Linked DNA regions of Sus scrofa: region 2 is linked to region 1. A link is a contact called in public HiChIP or PLAC-seq data. All regions are on one chromosome and are shown on one strand. Each heading gives the region's core, a stretch centred on a gene start, on an enhancer-like site or on the middle of the called end of the contact. The rest is flanking DNA. Distances are from core to core; before and after follow the strand shown.

Region 1 (6,997 bases), core at 1,862-4,361:
AGGCTATTATTACCAAGCAAATAATCTTGACAACAATTGTGAAATAACAGCACCCACAAACTGAGCACCAACCCTGGGCTAAGCATTCCACATCTCAGCATTCTGAGGTGGGCCAGTGATGCCTGCTTCCTGGGGGGAACCCAAGACTCAGCGAGGGGACACCACAGGCCCAAGGCTGCACAGCCTGTGAATGGAAGGACTAAGACTCGAACACAGGGCCGCTTTAGGACTTTTATAGGCCTGAGGCATTTCTGCTTTCATGGGCCCCTTCCTCCACTAAAAACAAAAGAAAATTTAAGCTATATTTTACAACTGTGTTTAGCATAGAAACAAATATATTAATACCATATAGTAAATGTTTTCTTTGACCCCAAAGCTTGCTTTACTTTTTTTTTGTTTTCCTCTTTTGATTTTAAAAGAAATTAAACCACCTTCAGGGACCTTTAAAAGTATTGAGACATGGTGATCACCTGTCTAGTGGTCACTGTGTCTGACGAAGTCATCCTTGCTCAAACCTAGGTCTCCCACCCTCCGTAGCACCAGGGCAAAGCCCAGAGATGGACCTTGACTTGCCCAAGGTCACACAGCAGCTTGTCAGCTGACCCGGATGCCCCCATCCTCTGGCTGCCAGAAATGAGGGACAGAGTCCTTCCCTGGGGTGGGGGGCGGTAGTGGCGTCTAATACAGGCTTGGGGTGCTGCCTGGAGATCCAGCCTCCCAGCACCAATTCCCGAAACCCTGGGGCTTTATGCCAGTCCAGGTCCAGGAACAGACAAAACATGACAGGAACCAAGTCAGCAAAGAAGGCAAGGCTCCCGCTCCTGACCGGTTATCCAGAGCCCCTGACCTCTCACTGGGTGACCTAGGGTTGCCCCTGACCTCTCTGGGCCTCTGGGGTCCTGCAACATAGGATCTGTCATTTGCTCCCCTGGGACTCCAGTTTGCTCACAGTAGGGCCAGTTTGGGGTTTTTCTCTTCATTTCCAGTGACCGGCCTCTTGGCTATGCTGTTTCCAGGACCAGCTCTGTCATGCACTTCCTCCCCTCTAGTGCTGGCCATCCAGGGCTGTGACCATTTACACAATCTGTCTTGATTCTCATAGTGGCACTTGGAGGCAATGTCTCAACTCAGCCATCGCCCTCAAGAAGGCAAGTGAAGCAACAGCCCCGTGTCTCACAGTGACCGGCCATGAATGGCATCTAAGCTCCCGCTCAGGAATTATTCAGTCTTCTCCACTGCTCCCCTCCCTCTCCATCACTTTACTTGGCAAACACCTATTGAGCACCAACTGTGTACCTGAATCCCTAGCTCTGAAGACACCGCAGGCGACACATTTGCAGACCTCCCCTCTCCTACCCCTGCCCCTACCTGTGCCATCTGTGACCCCATTTGTGCTCAGTGACATTGTAATTAGTATTATAATTACAATATGTTAACGATTACAGTATTATAATGATCATGTCTGCATTTACAGCACCCCCACTTTCTGAGTCGCCTCTGACCTTCCAAGGGGGATTCATCCTGTTTCACAGCAGAATACACCAAACTGCAGGTGGCAGAGCCACATGCAGGAGAGATGGATTTGAACCCAGAAGTGGTGGGCTCCCAGCTCCACTACAGGGATGGAGCTCCAGGTGGGAGGCACTGGGGAGAACCAGTCCCAGTGCCTCCCACCTCTTCCTGCTCTGGATCCCGCCCAGGAACTGGCTTGCCCCTGGTGTAGGTGAAGGTATGTGGGTCAAGGTGTGCCCCAGGCAGTCCCGCCGGTGTGACCAGGGAGGCAGAGTCCCTATTCCGATGATGGCAGCTTGGTAAGATGTTTTATTGTCTGGCAGAGCAACCCCTCCAGCAATGCCAGAGTGTGACTATCAACCCATTTGCAGTGCAGTAAACTGAGGCTCAGAGGCCAGCAAGCCATTGCTCTCTCACCTCCAACTCCCAACATCTAAAGCAAAAGAGTGGAGTCACAATTTGACAAAAGATGGGGTGGGTGGGTTTGAGAATCTGTAGAATACAGGCTCCAAGCCTCCAACCCCATTTTCAAATGAAAAAACCAAGGCTCAGGAAGGTCTGTCACCTGCCCAAGGTCACTAGAGAGGCAAGTCCATCCAAAGCCATGTCCTGGTCCCCACTGCGGCTGGGGCGGGCGAATTCTGGGATATGAGGCAGATGGAGGGGCTGCCCACCCCCTAACCCTCCTCCGCACCCCACTTGCATTCAGCCTCCAGCAAGATCCTGATTTACCTCGATTTATTTTAATCTCTGGGAACAGATGCTGGCTGCCTACCCCCCCCCCCAAACCGACTGAAGCAGGGACCACCCCCAAGTCCACGCTTCAGGACCTTCCAGGCATGGCCTGGCCTGTGGCTACCAGGTAAAGGACCCCACACTGACCCCTCCCCAAAATTCCAGCCTTGAGGTTCCTGCAGAAGATGCTAGTGAAACGCCACCCCGCCCCCGACCCGCCCCATCCTTGTGGTAGGGGGCTGGAAAAGGACACTCAAGAGGAGGGGCCAGGGGACCCCTTGCTTTTTGGCCAGGCCTAGATAGGGGTTCATAGCAGAGAAAAGGAGGAAGGGGTTCCTCATCTCTTTACCCAGGGGTCTGCAGACCGGTGCTGAGAAGAAGGAATTTGGGGGTGGTCTCCATTTCGGTTGTCCTGGTCCTAAGCTGGAGAGAGAGAGGCATCCCCATTTTGCAGCCCCGGAACCTAGACCTAGATCCAGGCTTAGAATAAAGGGATTTGGGGAGGGGTCTTGCTTTATAGCTGCCCGGATGCACGCTCCAGTTCTAGGCCAGGAGATGGAAGGTTTGGGAGCGGCCTCTATCTCCCTCCGCGGACCCCCGATTATGGCCCGGGGTAGGACCGGGTGCCCACAGCGCAGCCCCCCACCCCCTGTTCGCCATCCCTCACGCCCAGCCGCGCCTTTGACCTCCGGGACCCGCAGGGCCGCCAGACACGATGCGCCTGGGGTACTGCGCATCCAAGAGGGTTTCGGGGGTGTCTCCCGGGCAGCACTCACCTCCCGAACTCGGGCCGAGCCCCGCGCCCGCGGCCACCTGCGGCTCGGTCGCTGACACCCGAGCCTGCCCCGCCCCTCCCTCCGCGGCTGCGGCGCGGCCACAGGATGGCTCCGCCCCTGGGGCGTGGTCGAGAGAGTCCCCACCCCCACGGCGGCCTGGGAGGCAGGGGCGGGTTCTGAGTGCTCGCGGCCAGCCATTGGGCCATTTAGGCGGCCAGCTCCTTCAGCCCAGTGCACTGATTGGCTGAGTCAGAGAAGCGGCTCTTTTTTTAATCTATCCCCCACAACCACCCGCAATTATTTGCATAATTTAAAGCGATAAGTCCTGCTCCGTCCACCTGACACCGGGTGGGAAGGGTGACTACAGTTTATTGAGTGTGCCAAACACTAAGAAGGACTCCTTTGACTCCCTCCTAAAAGTCTGTGAGCAGGACATTATTGATTTTCATTTTACAGATGGGGAAACTGAGGCTCAGAGAAGACTCCAGTAGGCCACACAGCAAGTACACAGCCTTCTGAGGCTGAATGCTCAGGATCTGGCCCCAGGGGTGGGGAGACCATCCTTTTTTTTTTTTTTTTTTTGGTCTTTTCTAGGGCCGCACCCGCAGCATATGGAGGTTCCCAGGCTAGGGGTCCAATCAGAGCTGTAGCCACCATCCTACGCCAGAGCCACAGCAACTCCAGATCCGAGCCCTGTCTGTGACCTACACCACAGCTCACTGAGCAAGGCCAGGGATCGAACCCACAACCTCATGGTTCCTAGTCGGATTCGTTAACCACTGAGCCACCATGGGAACTCCCGGGGAGAACCATCCTTAACAATGTTGTTAACATCACAAATCTGAAAGGCTCAGGTGCCTTGCCTTCAACTGAGTTCTCATAAAATGAGATTTATACAGTGCCTGTCTCCATCCACCCTCCACTTGGATACCGAGCTGATCTGACTGCCTCCAGGCCTGTCCTCCACCAACTTCCTCAGCTTAGAAAGGCGTCTCAGGAACCTGGCCAGAGGCCTGGAATTCCCGAGGAGTCTCCTCTTCCTTTCATCATCCACGTTGGTCCTGCTAGCCCTGTGACTCTGAAACACCCCAAATTTACTCATTTTTCTGTAACCTGTAGTGACCTGAGCCCAGGCCTAGTCATCTCCAGTCTTGACGCTGCCCGGGCTTCCTACTTGGACCTCTGGTTGCCTCCACCTCTGCCCCAGACAATCCATGTTCCCCATGGCAACTACAGGGTTTTTTAAAAGTAAACTTAAAAATTTTTTTTTTTTTTAGGGCTGCACCTGTGGCACATGGACGTTCCCAGGCTAGGGGTCAAATAGGAGCTGCAGCCTAAACCGCAGCCACAGCAATGCCAGATCCCAACCACATCTGCAACCTATGCTGCAGCTTGTAGCATCAGGTTCTTGACCCACTGAGCCACAACGGAAAATCCTAAAAAGTTTTTTTATTAAAGTATAGTTGATTAACAGTGTTCTGTCAATTTCTGCTGTACATCAAAGTGACGCAGTGTATGTATATATTCATATATATTCTTTTACCCATATTATCTTCCATATGTTCTATCCCAAGAGATTGGATAGTTCCCTGTGTTGTTCAGCAGGACCTCATTACCTATCTATTCCAAAGGTAATAGTTTGCATCTACTAACTCCAAACTCCCAGTCGATCCCACTCCCCTCCTACCCCCCCCCCCGCTTTGGCCGCCACAAGTCTGTTCTCTTATGTCTGTGAGTCTATTTCTGTTCTGTAGATAGGTTCATTTGTGCCATATTTAAGATTCCACGTATGTGATATCATACAGTATTAGTCTTTCTCTTTTTGATTTACTTCACTTCATATGAGAATCTCTGGTTGCATCTATGTTACTGCAAATGGCATTATTTCATTCTTTTATGGCTGAGTAGTACTCCATTGTGTATGTGTATCACATCTTTATTCATCTGCCAATGAACTTTTAGGTTATTTCCATGTCTTGGCTGTTGTGGATAGTGCTGCTGAGAACATAGAGGTGCATGTTTTTTTCCTTTCTTTTTTTTTTTTTAGGGCCAGACGTGTGGCATTTGGAGGTTCCCAGCTAAGGGTCTAATCGGAGCTGTAGCTGCCTGCCTACACCACAGCAACGCCAGATCTGAGCCTCGTTTGCGACCTACACCACCCTCATGGCAATGTTGGATCCTTAACCACTGAGCGAGGCCAAGGATTGAACCCGCAACCTCAGGGTTCCTAGTCAGATTCATTTCCACTGCGCCACAACAGGAACTCCACATGTATCTTTTTGAATAAAAGTTTTGCCTGGATACATGCCCAGGAGTAGGATTGCTGGATCATATGATAGTTCTATATTTAGTTTTCTGAGCAACCTCCATACTGTTTTCCACAGTGGTTGTACCAATAAAAATAAACTTTTAATTTTAGAATAGTTTTCCATTTACAGAATTATTGAGAAGATAATACAGCAAGTTCCTGTGTATCCCACACTCAATTTCCCTTATTATTAACATCTTATGTTAGTATGGTCCATTTGTCACAATTAGTATACTAATACTGAGACATTAATTAAAATATATACATTGTTCATATTTTTCTCAGTTTCTCTTCATGTTCTTTTTTTGTCCCAAGATCCCATCCAGGATCATCTTGTCATCATGTCTCCTCAGGCTCCTCTGGGCGAAGACAGTTTCTCAGACTTTCTTGGCTTTGATGACTGTGACAGTTTTGAGAACTAGTCAGGTGTTTGTAGAATGACCCTCGATCAGGATTTTTAAAAAATTTTGTTTCAAGTTGAACTATATTTGACCTATAACTGGGTAAATTTAATGTGTAGAACATGTGGATTTGATACTTTTTTTCTTTTTCTTTTTCTTTTAAAGCCACACCCACAGCATATGGAAGATCCCAGCATATGGAAGTTCCCGGGCCAGGGCCTGAGCCACAGCTGTGGTGACGCCAGATCCTTTAACCCATTGTTCTGGGCCAGGATCGAACCTGCACCTCCCCAGCAACCGGAGCTGCTGTAGTCAGATTCTTAACCCACTGGGTCATAGCAGGAATTCCTGATTTGATACATTTCTGTATTGTAATATGATTGCCCACAATTGGAATTTGTCTGATGTTTTTCTCTGGATTAAACTGGGCTGATGGGTTTGGAGAAGATCACAAAGGTGAAGCCCCCTTCTCATCACACCATGTCCAGGGCACATGCCATCAATGTGGATTTTCTTTCTTTCTTTTCTTTTTTTTTTTTTTGGTCTTTTGAGGGCCATGCCCGTGGCATATGGAGGTTCCCAGTCTAGGGGTCTAATCAGAGCTGTTGCCGCCAGCCTACGCCAGAGCCACAAAAACGCCAGATCTGAGCTGCGTCAGTGACCTATACCACAGCTCACAGCAACGCTGGATCCTTAACCCACTGAGCAAGGCCAGGGGCCAAACCTGCAACCTCATGGGTTCTAGTTGGATTTGTTTCTGCTGTGCCATGACAGGAACTCCCAATGTGGTTTTTCACTCTGATGTTGAGGTCATGGCTGAGGTAGTGTCTGTCAGGTGTCTCCATGGTAAAATTACTCTCTTCCCCCTTTCTGGGCTGTACCCTTTGAAAGAAGTTACTATTTACAGCCTACACCTAAAGGATATGGAATCCTTCTCACCCTCCTTGAGGACGAATATTATTTGGAATGCCTCTGATGGAAAATATGTCTCTTCTCACCATTTATTTACCTATCCAATCATTCATCAGTAATGGACTCATACATATTTATTTTATACTTTGGGTTATAACTACTTTATTGATTTTCTTGTTCCAGCCATGATCACTGGAAGCTCATTCAATTGGCTCTCATGTCTCTCTCTCTCTCTATATATATATATATAAATATATAAAAAAAATATATATATATACACTCTTTTTAAAAAATATTGTTTTCCCAGAAATCATGGACTTGGAGAATAGACTTGTGGTTGCCAAGGGGGAGGG
Region 2 (7,168 bases), core at 669-3,168, 38 kb after region 1:
ACAGTCCCCGCCGCCCAGGCCCATGTTCCACCTTCCAGTCCTGCTCAGCAGCCCCTCACTTTCCAAATGTCCTGTCCCTTCACCCGGACCCTTCCCTCCACCCTACACACCCGCCCCAACTGCCTCTCATCCAAAAAGACCCTCCTCATAGGTTTCCCTGCCCCCACACCTGGCTGCTGCATCTGTCCAATGGGGATAAAAACACAAGTTCTTGCCTTGGATGGGGTGAGGGGGTGATGACCAAGGGAGTCAGTTCTGGCTCAGAGCCTGGCCCTGCTCTGCACTCAGTAGACCTCTGCTGTATTATTTCTGTGGTTATTTACAGCCATAACCCATCCCCATGCCTGCCACACTACTGGCACTCAGAGAACATCTCCCCAGTGAATGAGCAGAAGGGGAGCAGGTGGGGCATGCAAGGTCCCCAGCCTCACCTTTCACAATGTTGGAGAAGGTGGCCGAGTGCCGGGACACGAAGACCTTGAGCTGCTCATTGAGGCTGCAGATGCCAGAGTCAATGTCCCAAGACCGGATGCCTGGTGAGGAGGATGGGGAAGTGAGGTGGGAAATCGGTTGGGCTCCCCAGCCCCTAGAATATTTCGCTAACTAGCATCTGACAAGCAGGGCTGCCACATCCCGCTCGCCTCAACCTGCCCCTGCACCTCGCAGCCTGGAGCTTCAGAACCACCCAATCACCCAAAGGATCTCACTGCATCTACCATCTTGGAAGCCAAAGCATAACAGGCATTTTACAGAGAAGACTCAGGACATTGGCAAGAAAGTTCCTGCCTCCTAAACAGTCATCTCCTCTCCTCCATCGTCCTCCCCACTCGCGTCACTGTTCCTTCATCCTGCCAGGCACAGCTTCCACTTCTGAGTCTCTGCATGGAACTGTTACTGTTCGCATAACCCAGAGGCTCTTCTCCCAGCCTCCCCACCCTTCAGATCCTCTCTTTGCAGTCTTCTGAGCACTCCCGACATCATTTGAGCATAAAACATGACCCATCTCCTCACTTTGAGTCCACCCCTCCACTAGGCCGTTAGTTCTGTGAGGGCAGGGCTGAACCTGCTGGTCCCCATTCTAGCCTTGATGCCCTGTGAGGTAACATTCCCCAAGCACGTGAACTGAGACGTGTGCTACCGTCTCATTTTACTGGCCTGATCTGAGAGACGCAGATGAATGAATGCCCTCCAACCACGGTGTGGGGTGCACCACGCCCGCCGGTCCCACCGTGACAAGCGGTTGCAGGTGAACTTTGCAGGTGCACCTATGACTCACCTCCTCAGGTGCCAAATCCCATAGGCAGGCCGCACCCGCCCACACCCCAACACCCCAATTAGCAGATCCTCATGTAGCAACAGAAAGTGGGCCCCGGGGGCTCTGGGCCAGCTCCTCCCTCCAGGATATCCATACTGCTATGACCCGGGGATTCGAGGCGGGCCGGGAGGGCAGGAAGCGGAGCCGCTGCCCCTGCTGCCCAATAGCGCAGGTCCCAAAGCCCAAGCCTGTGTCGTTCTCCTCCCTTCCCGGTCTGTACCCCGCTCGGGGCGGGGCAGCCCAGCCCAACCCCATACGCTGCTTCCTCCACGAGCACCCACGGCCTCTACCTGCGCCATGTGCCTAACCGTAAGGGATCGCAGCCCAGGGACCCCTGGATCCAGCCGCCCCCGGGTCCCCGCCCCGGCCGCTCCATCCTCCGGCCCTCGGGCCGAGATAGGCGATCGCGCCCCCTTTCCCGGACCCCGCGTCCCCAGGCGGGGCCGACCTCGTTCAAGCTCCTCCAGCACATAGGCTAGCAGCCCCGGGGACCCGCACTCGCCGCCCACCACCAGCAGCAGCGAGCTGGGTGCCTCCGACGCCCCGGGCCTCGCCACCGCCGCCGCCATCTTCGCGCCGCCCTGACGCTCCCGGCGCCCGCCCCACTGTTCCCGCCCCTTAAGGGGGCAGGACCGGAAGGGCTGAAGACCCCGCCCGGAAACCCCTCCTAGCCAGTTGTCTGCCCCCCCCCCACCCTTTGAGGTCTAGGGAGATGGGGGTTACGGACTCGGATGTCATTGGGCACCCCTGCCCAAATGACAGCTGATTCATTCATTCATTCATTCATTCATTCAACAAACCCTCACTGTGTGCCCACTACATGCCAATCAGAATCTGCCCTCTGCAAACTTATCACATCACGGTGGGCCCAATCAGAACCGCGTCCCAGATGGTCCCAGTTCCCTATGTCAGGGCTTAAGCAGAGAAAAAGAAGGCTATCTCTGAGGTGATAGATGTGGTTGACGGGGCAACAGACAGTCACGTAAGGCACAAGTTAGAGCACCAGGCAAAGTTTTAGAGGTAGGAAAGTACTTGTGAATTTGGGACACATTCCGAAGCACTCTGGGCCTGGAGCAGAGCACCGCACTTATTTATTCTGCACCTACCAAATACCAGGCATTTCACTCCATTAGCTCACTGAATACATGCATAAACCTAAGGTCAGTGCTGTTGTTACGGCTATTTCAGAGGAATGGAAAGAAAACAGACTTGGAGAGATGAAGTTACCACACCCATAAGAAAGAGAGAGATTCAATTCCAGGTGAGCGCGATTCTAGATCTAACCTCTGAAGGGACTGACTGGCACACATGGGCACCCCTCTCTCCCCCCAACAATCGCATTCAGCCCTTTTTACCCATGACGGCCATTACTTGCAGAATCGTGTTGCATCAGACTTTTTGAACGTGGCCCATACCCACGAAGGGCTGGGTTGTCTCTCTCAGGAGTGACCGCCCCATCTTGAGAGGTATACAAAACCAATCAAGACAAATGAAAAGAACTGGGATCAGCCTTCCACTGCCCTTCCTTATCTGTTCAACGGAACTTCCTCCCTGGTCAGTGTGTAACAGTCTCTGGCCACGTGCTAACGTCTGACATTTGAAAGCTCCACTTCCTTTCTTTTTGGCCCTGGCATCCTTCCTCTATCCTGGTCCCTGCCCCTTGGCTCTCTTCCCTGTTTCCTAGCTGCCTATGATTTCTTCTATTACTGCTCTCAGCAATAATAGGAGTGGGTGTGTCTATGTCAGATTCTGTCTCCCCAGCTGGGGTAGGACATTGTTGGAGGCTGAACCAGGCTGAGGTCTTTCTGGGGTCCTGGCCTTTTGCAGGACAAGGCTGGGCATCTGGGAAGTGCATGATAAGGGGTTGAGAAATGGGAGTGAAAATCTCATTCATCACCATTCATTCGTTCACTCATTCATTCATTTATTCCTTAATGTGTATTTATTTGATTTGAGTCAGGACTGGAACCTAGGACCTTCTGCCTAAAGTCTAGGCTTTTCCTCTTGCCCAAGGCTATGAGTTATGATCATTAGTGTTCATTCTTTTTTTTTTTTTTTTGACTTTTTTTTTTTTTTTTTTGCTATTTCTAGGGCCGCTCCCTCGGCATATGGAGGTTCACAGGCTAGGGGTCCAATCAGAGCTGTAGCTGCCAGCCTACGCCAGAGCCACAGCAACGTGGGATCCGAGCCGCGTCTGCAACCTACACACAGCTCACGGCAACGCCGGATCCTTAACCACTGAGCAAGGGCAGGGACCGAACCCGCAACCTCATGGTTCCTAGTCGGATTCGCCAACCACTGCGCCACGATGGGAACTCCTAGTGTTCATTCTAATTGGTCTTAAAGGGCCCTGAGATGCCAAGGTATGTCTCTACCAGGGGCTTTGGGAGCTAATGTTCTGAGTGTCCTGGAGTCCTGAGGTTTTCCTGTTCCAGAGTGTCCCCCAGTCTGGGGACCCTGGTGTGGGGATTGTGGGGATCATATCCCAAGATATGAAGAAGCATCTGAGGACCATTTCTGAATTTCCAGGCAGTAGACTCTGGTCACTGCCTTTGTCCACACCCAGGTCCATGCCTGTTTCCAGGTCATCAGTCCCCAGAGGAGTCAGGTGATGGCTTTTGGGGGGGGAAATGGAACGCTAGATCTTCAGAACTGCTGGATGTTCTTGTCTCCTTCCCCTGGCAATTCTTTTCTCTTTTTAACATTTTTGTTGTGGTTAACATAGGCATAGTCAAGTTCACGAACGGTGGGAGTGGAGGTTGATGAAAGTGATGACGCTTGGGCCGGGATCTATGTCATTCCCAGCCCCTGTCCATTCCTGAGACCCTCCAGTTGATGTTCCCTTCCCTCAAGGTGACCATGACCCTGATCTCCATCACTTTGGCGAGTTTTACCTGATTTTGAACTTCACAGAAATGAGATCACACGGGGTGTCCACTCTTGGCTCTGGCTTCTCTTGCTCCTTGTGAGGAACAGACATTTTGTTCCTTTTCACGGCTACGTAGTACTCTTGGGTACCATCCTTTTCTTTTTATATTGTGGTAAGATTCCCATTGTGGCCCAGTGGTAACAAGCCCGACTAGTATCCATGAGGACGCAGGTTCTATCCCTGGCCCTGCTCAGTGGGTTAAGGCTCTGGCGTTGCCATGACCTATGGTATAGGTCGCAGTTGCAGCTCAGATCTGGTGTGGCGGTGTCTGTGGCATAGGCCAGCAGCTGCAGCTCTGATTCAGCCTCTATCCTGGGAACTTCCATATGCTGCGGTTGCAGCCCTAAACAGCAAAATAAGTAAATAAGTAACTAAGTAAATAAATAGTATTGTGGTCAAATAAATTTAACATATTATTACATTTTTAACCATTTTAAGGTGTATAATTCAGTGATATTTAGTATATTCACAGTTTGTGTCACCCTAATATCTAGATACAGTTTGTGTGACACTAGTACCTAGCTCCAGAGAACCTAAGCCATCCCCATGCCCATTAGCAGTCACTTCCATTTCCAACCGCCAGCAACCACTAACCTGTTTTCTGTCCTTGTGGATTTGTCTGTTCTGGACATTTCAAACAATGGCCCATTCTCTCTGACTTCCTTCACTCAGCAAAATGTTTTCAAGGTGCATCCATGTTGTATCATGTGTGACCACTTTATTCCTTCATGTTTTATTGGTCCATTCATCTGTTGGTAGATGTTTTGGTTGTTGCCACCTCTTTGCTGGTGTGAATCGTGCTGCTGTAAACATTCAGGTACAAGTGTTTCTCGAGCATCACTTTCAATTCTCTTGGGTCTGTACCTAGGAGTGGAATTGCAGGGTCATATATGGTAAATCTATATTTAGCTTTTGAAGAACTGCCAGACTGTTTGCCATAGCAGCAGTAACATTTTACCTTCCCACTGGCAGGGTACAGGGATTCCACTATCTCCATATCCTTGCAAACACTTGGATTTTTTTTCTTGCTTATTAGAATCCCTAGGTACCAATTTTTCACAATTTGTCTATTTTACCTGTTAGTGGATATCTGGGTTGTTTCCAGTTTGGGATCATTATGGATGATCCCAAAGGCGTTTTGAGCCTTTCTGTGCAAGTTTCTTGGGGAATATACTCTTTTCTCCCTCGTACATGCTCAGGAATGGGATGGTTGAGTCAGGAGGTAAGAAATCACCAGGCTGGGAGTTCCAGTCGTGGCACAGTGGTTAATGAATCCGACTAGGAACCATGAGGTTGTGGGTTCGGTCCCTGCCCTTGCTCAGTGGGTTAAGGATCCGGCGTTGCCGTGAGCTGTGGTGTAGGTTGCAGACGCGGCTCGGATCCCGCGTTGCTGTGGCTCTGGCGTAGGCTGGTAGCTACAGCTCCGATTGGACCCCTAGCCTGGGAACCTCCATATGCTGCAGAAACGGCCCAAAGAAATAGCAAAAAGACCAAAAAAAAAAAAAAAAAAAAAGAATTCACCAGGCTGTTTTCTCAAGTGGCCTGTGAGGGAGGCATGCCACGCATGTCTTAACCAACACTTAGGCTTCAGCCTTTTAAAAAATAACTCTGTTTTATTGAAGTATAGTTGATTTCCAATATTGTGTTAGTTTCTGGTGTACAGTTAAAAATACATATATATACTACTTTCCATATTCTTTTCAGTTAAAAATACACACATGTATTCTTTTCCATTATGGTTTATTACAGGATATTGAATAGAGTTCCCTGTATTATCCAGTAGGATCTTCTGTTTATCCATTCTGTATATAATAGCTTGCATCTGCTAATCCCAAACTCCCAATCCATCCCTCCCCCACGTCTCCCTCCCCCTTGGCAACTACAAGTTTGTCCTCTATGTTTGGGAGTATGTTTCTATTTTATAAATAAGTTCATTTGTGTCATATTTTAGATTCCACATATAAGTGATATCATATGTGTTTGTCTTTTGCTTTCTGACTTACTTTGCTTAGTATGAGAATCTCTAGGCCCATATGGCATTATTTCTTTCTTTTGGGGAGAGGGGGGCTGCATCCTCAGCATGTGAAAACTCACAAGCCAGGAATCAAACCTGAGCCACAGCTGTGACCCAAGTTGTTGTAGTGACAACACCAGATCCTTAATCTGCTGCACTGCAAGAGAACTCCTATCTCAGTCTTTTTTAATGTCAGCTGTTTTAATATTTGCCTTTCTTGCCTTCTTCCCCCACCTCTCTCACCAACCCTGTTCATCAACGTTCATTAAGTACTTGCCAACCAACACTCTTATTCTGGGTGCTGGGCAAGGAACAAGGCTGCTGGTCCCGGGCGCAAATCACTCTCAATCTGGGACAGGAGGGAGGCTGAGGGCCATATGCTTGTATGTTTGTTCACTTCGTTCTTGCAACAACTTGGGGCACAGGCTCTGAGTAAACACATTTAATAAATGGGAAAGGGGGGAAGTTGGAGAGACAAGGAACAGATTCAGGGTCTGACACCCTGGCTGGGATGTGAACCCAGGGTTTGTGACTCCAGGCCCTGCCATAGGCTTTTATTCATTCATTGGTCCATTCATCCATTCGGTAAACACTTCTTTCTTTTTTTCTTTTTTCTTTTTCTTTTTTTTTTTTGTCTTTTCAGGACCGCATCCTTGGCATTTTTTTTTTTTTTAAGAGCCACGCCAGGCTAGGGGTTGAATTAGAGCTGCAGCTGCCTGTTTGCATCATAGCCACAGCAACAAAGGAATCCAAGCGGAGTCTGTGACCTACACCATAGCTCATGGCAATTCTGGATCCTTAACCCATTGAGCAGGGCCCAGGATCGAACCTGAGTCCTCATGGATACTAGTTAGGTTCATTATCATTGTGCCACAATGGGAACTCCTAGTAAACACTTCTCAAAGAACAG

What was found. HiChIP or PLAC-seq counts read pairs in DNA pulled down with a chosen protein or histone mark.
Region 2: a contact with region 1 is called in an H3K27ac HiChIP or PLAC-seq map of alveolar macrophages. The contact joins the promoter of MAP1S here to the promoter of FCHO1 in region 1. A contact is called at or near these places in 2 of 47 Hi-C or Micro-C datasets (epiblast stem cells and heart right ventricle) and 2 of 2 datasets of contacts at active chromatin or transcription factors (alveolar macrophages and skeletal muscle).

The regions. Positions count from the first base shown.
Region 1 is chr2:59,987,400-59,994,396 of Sscrofa11.1, forward strand. FCHO1 (F-BAR domain only protein 1) reads right to left here and starts at 3,112. Exons shown (of 28, transcript XM_013987487.2): 1 at 3,024-3,112.
Region 2 is chr2:60,026,962-60,034,129 of Sscrofa11.1, forward strand. MAP1S (microtubule associated protein 1S) reads right to left here and starts at 1,919. Exons shown (of 7, transcript NM_001243185.1): 1 at 1,764-1,919; 2 at 432-533. The coding sequence starts at 1,884.